Linked DNA regions of Manis pentadactyla: region 1 is linked to region 2. A link is a contact called in public Hi-C data. All regions are on one chromosome and are shown on one strand. The core of a region is the stretch at or near the end of the contact, and the rest is flanking DNA. Distances in the headings are between cores, read along the strand shown. Region 1 holds the start of MPV17L2 (MPV17 mitochondrial inner membrane protein like 2). Region 2 holds the start of CIB3 (calcium and integrin binding family member 3).

Region 1 (4,678 bases), core at 1,307-3,806, 230 kb before region 2:
ATTTTCATTCATGCCCATGTTCTGATAATCAAAGACAAGATTTCTCTGTAGAAGGCCCTCAATTGCCATATCATTCTATTGCATTAACCAGTAAGCCTGTGGGTTCAAAAATTCAGATAAACTTTTTGTTTTCTGGCATCTCTAGGGAACTTAAATTAACCATATTTATCAAAGAGGTTCTGAAAAACAGAACTGCTAAGCGGGAAGTTTGAGAACTCTTATTTGGAGCAGACCTGATTCCTGGCACTGGGCTAGTTTTCGTCCGCTTCGCTGACCCCCTGGAATCCCTCTCGGCTGATGTGAGTTGCCCTGTCGCAGGGCTGAAGTTGGGTGAACGTTAGCACACACCGCGTCCCCTCGGCCCCCAAACACCGCTGCACCAAACTGCTCGCGGGGCCTCCCGCTCGACCACCCGCTCTGCACGCCGGGCGCGCGGAGAGGAGACCGCTTCCCGCTTCCCTCGCTAGAGGGCAGACGGGGCCCGTGCAAAGCCCTCCCGGCGCCCGACCGCCGCGCGCCCGGCCGCCGCTCCCGCGCTCCGGTCGGGCTCCCGGGCTGGGCTCGGCGGCGAGGCGCTAGGAAAAGGCCGCGCCAGCGAGCGGCGCGCGACCGGAACCCCCGGAGGGCGCGGGCCGGGGCCGCTCCCCCTGCGTGCAGGCTGCGGGCGCCCGCGTGGGGCTCGGCGCGCAGGTGAGGCCGGCGCCTCGGAGGGCGGACGCCGGGGTGCAGGGCCGAGCTCCGGGAGCGCAGGGCGCAGCGGGCGAGGGAGAGGCGACGGCCGCGGAGGAGAATGGCGGGGCCCCGGCCGCGCCGCGCCCTCGCCGCCCGCCGGGAGCGCGGGCCTCTGGCGGGAGCCCCGGCCCTTCCTGCCCTTCCCCTTGCCTGTGTTTTGCGCTCGGTCCTCTCGCCCGACAGGCGCTCGCTGTACGCGGACGGCTCCCGACGAAGGCGACGCGCGACCGGTCTGGGTCGAGGCTGGAGTCGGGTGTGGGAAAAATTTGTCCCTCGAGGCGGACAGCGAGCGGCCGCGCTGCGGGCGGCGGCGTCTCCAGCCGCATGAGGGCAGCGGCGCGGGGCCGGGCACCTGCGCCCGGCGCTCTCGGGCTGGTACCGCCGCGCAGAGCGGTCCTCGGGGCCCGCCGCCGCCGCTCCGCTCCTTCCCTCTGCGCGAGCCCCGACCTCCTACAAGTTCTGGGGAGCTCCTCGCTGGCTCTGTTTCAACCGCCCCCCAGCCACCCACCTCCCGCCCGCAGGTATGGGCAATGTCTTGCCAAAGGGTTGCAGCCCCGGGCAAGTTCGCTATGGATTCAGTGTGACCATTCAGTAGAATGTTCCTGAGGTGAAAGGTTTATATCCAACTTTATTTCCACGGTGGCAGGTCAGTCACTAGAATCCCATCCACTCAGAGCGAGTCTGCATGAAGCAAGCCGGTCTCTGCCTCTGGGCCTGTCTACCTATGCAGCCATCTTAGTCTCTGTCCTCAGCCCTGCCACCACTCCAGCCTCTGCTCTCTTGCAGCCTTGTAGCCGTGCCACGGTGTCTCCCAGAGCACTGGGCGGAGCTCTTTATATAGAGTCAATAACAACATATTGCCCACACGTGGGTAGTGAGCCGGCTGATTAGGGCCAGTGAAGGAACCTTCACTTTATCAACAGGCAAGCTCAGAAAGAAGGAGGCACGCTTAAGGGTTTGGGGTCTGGGGTTTTATAGGGCCGTTTTGGATAAGGGTCAGCATAAGGCATGATGTATACAGGTTATTCATAATTCCGTTGAAGTTTTGTCTTAAGAATAGGGTGACTATGTTAGTTGGAGACTTCAGCATTTTTTCTCCACATAGATTATTTAGACTTCTGAGGTCTGTCTCCTGCCATGGTTACAAAGTTACTAGATTAGGGGCTGGAGGAAGAGGAAAAAAACAGCATATAGGTTAAGTTAAAGAATAAGCTGGATCTTTTTGCAGGCTAAATAGATTTTACAACTGACATGATCTAATTGATACAATGAAGACATGGGCTGCCATCGGATACTTTTCTTTATCTGGGGAGTATGCAGACATTCATTTCAAGTTACTCCTGGCCTTGGGAACTTCAGCTGATTAACTGATTAACTCTGAGAGCCATTTCTGGCTCCCTAGTTTTATCTGGTTAGTTCTGAGTCCTTTTAAGTGGGCTTTACTGACCTTATTCTCTCTCCACCCCGCTCCTATCTATTTTCCTGCCTAACATGATTAATTTGACTTTTAGCCATTTTGGAGGTTTCCCACCAAGATTATGTAAAATCTGGTGCCTGGAATACCAGCTGTGGTACTGACAGCAATAGGAAGTGCTGAAGGATAATTTTTCCAAAAGAAAAGGTAAAATCATGACACTCGTACAGATATAAAAATGAGCACATGTGAAAAATCACTTTTAACTCATTATTAAGGAGGAGAACTGGTCAGGTGTTAAAACCATTTCAAAAGAAATTCAAACAACAGAAAATTAGGACAATGAATATAAAAACTGGTGCCAAAAATTAGGAGTGTCTCTCCACTAGACAGTTCATTTGCATGTCTTGTAGGCAAGAATTATTTTTTGCTGTTATCAGTTATAACTACAGAGTTTATAAAATATCACCCATAGATTCAAAATCGGAATATCCTGAAGGTTGTCCTCTAACAAACAGCAAAAATATTTTTTGGAAAGGGCCATAATAGTAAATAGTTTAGTCTTTTTTCCAACTACTCATCTAAGTTAAGAGAGCGGGCAATACAGAAGCAGATGGGCAGCGCTCTGTTCCAATATAGATTTATGTGTTCAGAAATTTGAATTTCATATAATTTTTACATCACAGAATATTACTTTGATTTTTTCCTAACCATTTAAAAAAATATATAAGACACATTCTTAGCTTGTGGGCCTCACAAAAACAGGCAGTAACAGAATTTGGCCCGCGTGCAGTAGTTTGCGACTCCTTGCTCCTGTGGGTTTCCGTTTGCATAGGTTTCCATTGAAACTCACCTTTTCCCTACAGGAACACAGGAGGTTAAATGGGGATATAGTTGTGCAGCAACTCGGCGGGTGGAGTTGCAGGTGATGTGTCCGGAACAATGCCTAACGTTTTAACTGTTGTTATCCTGGAATTGAGGTCATATGCCCAGTTGAAGTCAGGACTAAGGTCAATGTCTGGACCTGACTTCAAAAAATAGGCTGCGCGCGCAAGAGAACTATATCCCACGCCACATAGTCGTTGCGGGATTAGACTTCCGTCCCGGTAGCGCTCCTGGACGCAGGTCAGAGCCCTTAGGAATTCTGGGAGAACCTGGAAATTTGGAGGACAGCTAGACGGGAGAGGCAGTAACTGTCTGTGATTGGCCATCTTAACATGGGAGGCGGGATGACAGGCAGTGATTTGCTAGCGTAGTGCTGGGCTGCAATTGGCCAATACAATATTGGGCCTGTAGTATGGCGACGGTTACCCATAGACTGGCACAGAAAGGGGCAGGGAAACAAGGAAAGTGAGTAATTGGCAAGCGAGGAGTGGCGCGACACTTATTTGTGATTGGTCCGTAAGGCGCGGAAGAAAGTGTGTCTTCGTTCAGCAATTGGACCTGGAATGAAATAACGGTTTTTTATTGGCTAATAACTCTCGGGACGGGGAAAGTGGAGCGTCGAGCGGTCAGTGATTGGCCAGTAAGATTGCCGTCGCTCGCGAAGACATGCTATCGGCGAGGACTGCAAGGGGCTGGCATTCCGGGCGCCGGTTCCTGGAACCGTGCGGGCGATGGCTTCCGGCTGTTGGCGCCGGCTACGCGGCCTATGGGCCGCCGGGCAACCGCTGTTCCAAGGTCGTGCGCTGCTTGTCACCAACACGCTGAGCTGCGGCGCTCTCATGGCGGCCGGAGACGGCGCGCGCCAGTCTTGGGAGAGGCGCGCCCGGCCCGGCCAGAAGTTCAACCTGCGGCGCTCAGGTGAGGAAGCCGGCGCTGCTGGTCCTGACCCCGGGGATCTTTGACTCCGACCTCCGACTTCGGAGACCCCTGACCGGTGGCCTTAATTCTCTTGACTTCGGCGTGCACTCTAGACCGTGACAGCCCACCCCAGGGTCTCCATCCCCTACTACCCTCGTAACCCCTGGTCTCCGCCCCCCCTCCTACCCCTGGGTCTCTGTCCCCTTCACTCTGGGTCTCCAGCCCCTTACATACCAGGGGGTTCTGGCCATCCCCACCCATGGTGTCTTGTCCCCGCCTGGGACTGTGCCCTGGCCCCACATTCCAACTCATTATGCCTGTTTCTTCCTCTGGAAATTGGGGCAATGGTAGAATACCCTAGCAGGGTGGTGGGGGGATGAGGCGAAAAAATAGGAGAGGAGTCACTGGAATGGCGCCTGACGGTGGAGCATGTAATGGAAGAATGCACGAGTGGACTCTGGGAGGTTGTCAGGTTTACCAGGAAGGGGGTGGATGGGGGGCTTGCTGGTCTGAGGTGGCCCTCCTGACTCTCTGACTGCCCTCAGCTAGCATGTTTGCGGTGGGCTGCAGCATGGGCCCCTTCCTGCACTACTGGTACCTCTGGCTGGACCACCTGCTCCCCACATCTGGCCTCCGTAGTCTCCCAAACGTTCTCAGGAAGGTCCTCATCGACCAGCTGGTGGCCTCTCCCATGCTGGGGGTCTGGTACTTCTTAGGTAAGGAGCCCCT
Region 2 (4,765 bases), core at 1,962-4,461:
CGAGGGGGCACCGGGGTAGGGTGAGGACACGGCCACGCAGGGCCTTGACAGTGACAGCAGGGCAGCCCCCTTGCCCGAGGCCTAGTCTTGCTCCCACTCCCCACCTCCAAGCTCCCTGACCCCGGGGTCCTGCACACACCATAAATTTTAAAGGCATAGTGGGCTTTGAGGTCCCGGGGCGCCATTTCGCTCATCACAGAGAACATGTCCAGGAAGTTGTCCAAGGTCATGCGGCCGTCCCCGTCCTCGGAGAACACCTGGGCGATCCTCTCGCGGAAGGGGTTGTCCTGGGGACAGGAAGCGGGGTTTGGGGAGCCCCACATTCTCAGCACCCACCTCCCTGGAAGCCCCCAGGTACGCCCCCTACCAAGGCTCTCTCCCTCCCATGTCCCGGAGAGGCCTTAGGGCGACTCCCCTTGTCGACCCTGTGGTCCGGGCGGCGTTCACCGCGCTGGCAGGAGAGGCCGGAGATTTCCATTCACTGGAAGCCATGATTGGCTCTGAGAGGGGCGTGTGACTAAAACTGGCCAATCAGAGAATGGGAGGCTTTTTCTGAAAAACTGGGACGGAGGGACATGCTTTTTCCTGACGGCAACGCTGACCAGGAAATCCAGAGCCCCTGGAGGTTCCCTTGGATGCCTCAGGAGGACAGGCTGCCTGCAGCTGAAACCTCCTCCTGGGAGGAGCCGAGAGATGGAGGGGGACTCCCGAGCACATCTTCAGAGACCCTGCTTCCAGCAGTACCTGGCACTGGTCCAGCCCATGGATTTTTTGCTCATGCGAGCCAATCCATTTTGTCCTTCTTGAATGAGGTTTCTGTCCCTTGTGATGAAATAATCTCTACTCAGTCACTTACTCCACAAGTCCCCTTCAGAGACACAAACTGTGTTGAACATCCAACTAAGAAAAACTTGCATTTAGTATCTCTTGTTATGGAGAAGAACTTATGTTCCCTGAGAACTTGCCGTGCAGCTCTACCTGCATTAGGTCATCTCATCCTTCTGGCAACCTAGGGTTTGGATCTTGTCTCTGTTACATCCTAGCTGTGTGGCCATGACCAGGTATCTTAACCTCTCTGAACCCCCGTTTCCTCATCTGTAAAATGCACCCACCTCATAGGAATTCAGCAGGAGACATCCCTACTGTTTCTCCCCTACCTTCCCCATGGTCCACACATACCTTCAGCTCAGGCATACTGCTGATGAGCTCATAGGGCACCTTCACGTCAGGGCAGCTGGTATAGTCAAGAGGGACAAGCTGGGGCGCCAGGTCCTGGTAGCGATAGAAGAGCCTGGTGTGGGGGAGGGAAATACTGGGAAGGGCTGGGAGGTGGGAGAGGACCTTGTCCTTCCTCTCTCATTCAGCTGCTCACTCCACACTGAAGGATGCTGGGTCCCCAAAAGCTTATCAGCCCTGGGCCCAGCCCTCAAACATACATGACCAGACACAGGCACTTCTTCCTCGCTGGGAACAGCACCAAGGTGGAGGGAGAGAAGGCTCAAGAGCTGAGGGAGACGCGAGTGGGAGGAGAAGGGACCTCCTGGCGGAGGGGGCATTGGTGCTGGGCCTTCAAGCATGAGTAGGAGCTTCCCAGGCAGATAGGGATGGCAGAAGGGAGAGTGTTTACAGCAAGGTCATTTCACATCGAGCACTCAGAGTGTCTGAACTAATACATGAATCTGTGGGCATCAGCACATTGTCAGCAAGCCTCTGCCTCTAAAGACCCCCATCCTCACATTTTCCTTCTCTCTATAATTGGAGGCAGGGTTTCCCCAATGGGGCAGAGCAAAGACAAAAGGCTAATACTCAAGTTTTTTTAAGGGTGAATAAAGCATTTTTGCAAAACACCAAATGCCACCCACACTACCAGCTCTCCAGTCCAATGCCATCACTGGTGATGCCCCACCATCACTGAGGCTGTGCCAAGCAGCCGTGTGGAGACCACCCTTGAGGAGTCAGAGGTGCCCCAGCACTAGGGACTTTCAGAAGGGGACAGGAGCCCCCGGGTCACGTGGTGGCCAGGAACTGGCACAGTGGGCATTTGGAATTTCACACCTGAGCATCCAGTTCCCCATCTGAATCCCTTCAGGGAACACCTGGGGTTAGGATTTCTGCATGGCCTCGAGCGAGGCCCTCTTCCCCTCTGAGCCTTGGTTAGTATGTCTGTGAACTAGAAACTTGGCACAGACGAAATGGCAGCCCTCAAACTCCTTGGGGCTCCACCCAGCTTCAGAGCCAGGGACTGCCTCCCCTGTCCGAGCCTCAGTTTCCCCATCAGTAATCCGATCGTGATGGCCAGGGTGACCCGGGAGCTGGCCTCACCCAGACAATGGCGCCTTGGCCCTGATCCCTGTGCAGCCGAAACCTGGCCAGCTTGGATTTCACAGCTCCAAGTTCACGGATGGGGGCTTCTGGACAATGGCTCCATGGGCTGGCGGGGATGTGGAATACCCGTCTATCTATGCTTGTCTTGCTCATGCCAGGGGCCTGCAGAGCCTCAGGCTGCCTTCCCACGCCCTCATCGTGATGCTGGCCCCACAGCCCAGAGCTGGCTCCGGCCCTGGGCTCCCAGCTGCCAATCGCAGCCTCTTCACCTTGGCCTTGGGGTCGGGGTGGGGGACAGTGGGGATCTTTCTAACATGCTGATCAGTTTCTCCCCTCATCACACACTCTGCACACTGCCCCATCGCCCTTGGGAGAAAGCTCATCAGTAGAGGCTGTGACAATGTGACAAGATGTGACTTCTCAGCCTCCCCATGTCTGCCTCCATCCACTGACCATGCCTGCCAACGCTCGCATTAGCTCTTGAACCGCCACGAAGCAATGAGTCAAATTGCAAACACCCTACAGCAAGGTACAGAAAGTTGTTGCTGTGTCTTCCTCCCTCTCTCCCCACACTGACCTCATGATTTCCTTCCTTGTGAAGAAGGTGCAGTCCTGCAAAAAGAGATTTTGGCTTGACCCAGACCCAGACCCTGCCTTGGGCACCCTTTTCCTCTCCCCGCCCACCCCACACCCATCTCTGCCAGGTGCTGCATGCAGAGCTGCACCAAGATCCCTTGCTGACTGCACGCCCAGGACAAAGGGATGCTGTCCCCATTTCTCAGGCCAGGTAACCAAGGCTGCCAAACCCACCAAGGGCGCAGACCCCCACTCCTACCTGATACGCTTCCAGCTGCTCATGAGTGAAGACTGTCTGCTTGTTGCCCATGGTGAAGACCGCTGCCAAGATTCTGGAACAGGCTCCTGAAGCCCCTGGTCTCCTCTGGACCATGTGGGTTGCCAGGCTGCCGTGTACTAGTGTCTGGGCAAATCTCCCTGCCCTGGCTGTCACCCGCCCACCCACACTGTCACCCCCAGGCTGGGGGAGATCAAGTTACAGCCCAGCTCTCTGGGCAACAGCCAGAGGATGTCCACGGCCACCAGGGCAAGGAGAAGGGCAGAAGGAAGTCCTGGAGGAGCTGACCACATCTCCCACCACCGGGTGAGTCTGGTGGGGGGTGTTGGCAGGAGGGTATGGAGCACATTCCAGAGACAGGTGGCATGGTGGAAAAGCTGCAAGCATACCTCAGTTCAAGTACCAGTTCTTCACCCACTAGTTGTATGGCCTTAGGCAAGTCATTTGACCTCTCTGAGTCTCATTTGTAAGATGAAAGTTATGCTCTATTAGTACCTACCCCTTACAGAGTTGTTCTAATGATCTAATGAAATCATTAATGCAACCAAAAATAAAAATATTTGACAGTTGGATATAAGCCAGTTCTAAGCACTGGCAGCATACTAGGGAACAACCTAGATGAAGTCTCAAGGTGTGCACTGGAGATTATGATTATGTTATGGCTTGAGAAAGGCAATTCAAGGTCTAAGTTCCAGAAGTAGGTTAAATAACTCCAGAGTTCTTTATTGCAGGATTTGTCAGAGCCTTTCACATGCTAACGTGCACCATGTGTCCTGAAGAGGTAGACACAATGCAACAGCTGCCAATTTATTAAGACCCAGAATCCTCTGGGGCAGAACATCTGGGAGTCCAAAGTCCTTTATCGGGTGCTCTGTGCCCTTCTTGCTCAGGGCCTTGCCTGTCCTTCCACTTTCCTCTCCTGCTCAGCCTTTTCCAGCCCCACACCCTAGGACCCCCTGAACTGCTCTTAGGTCTTTCCCTCATGCTCATCCCCACTCTCCCTGGCCTGGACTATCATACTCCTTCCCTGCTGCCTCACCTTATCAGCTATCATCTCTGTCCAAGTGTGTGATCTTGTAAACTGTGACTACTATCAGGCTTCTAAGGACCCCTGAGGACTTTTTTTTTTTAACTGAAAATACCAAGCGTTGATGAGAATGTGGAGCAGCTGCAACTCTCATATGCAGGTGGTAGTGCAGAATGGTAGAGCCATTCTGGAAAATGGGTTGCAAGTGTCTTATGAAGCTCAACATACACATACCACACGACTCAGCAATCCCCTGCTGAGTATTTACCCAGGGGAAATGAAACTTATGCACACACGAAAAACCTGTACATGCCTACAGAATGGAGAGAATATCTGCAAATACTATATCTGGGATGGGACTAGTCTCCAGCATATATAAAGAACTCTTACAAGTCTACAATAAAAAGACAAATAAACCAAGTAAAAAAGTGGGCAAAGATTTTGGGGAGGAAAGAATGAAAAGGTGGAGCAGAGGGCTTTTAGGCAGTGAAAATACTCTGCGTGAGAATATAATGATGGATATACGGCAGTGTATATTTGCCCAAACCCATAGAATGTAC

The links. Hi-C and Micro-C count contacts between places; a contact is called where the count stands out from the background.
Region 1: a Hi-C map of skin fibroblasts shows a contact between it and region 2, with 4 times the contacts expected there. The contact joins the promoter of MPV17L2 here to the promoter of CIB3 in region 2. A contact is called at or near these places in 2 of 3 Hi-C or Micro-C datasets (fibroblasts and skin fibroblasts).

What each region holds. Positions count from the first base shown.
Region 1 is chr12:13,685,970-13,690,647 of mManPen7.hap1, reverse strand. It overlaps MPV17L2 (MPV17 mitochondrial inner membrane protein like 2), which reads left to right and starts at 2,556. Exons shown (of 5, transcript XM_057489429.1): 1 at 2,556-3,949; 2 at 4,499-4,665. The coding sequence starts at 3,798.
Region 2 is chr12:13,452,065-13,456,829 of mManPen7.hap1, reverse strand. It overlaps CIB3 (calcium and integrin binding family member 3), which reads right to left and starts at 3,211. Exons shown (of 6, transcript XM_036876159.1): 1 at 3,161-3,211; 2 at 2,903-2,937; 3 at 1,180-1,291; 4 at 140-287. The coding sequence starts at 3,211.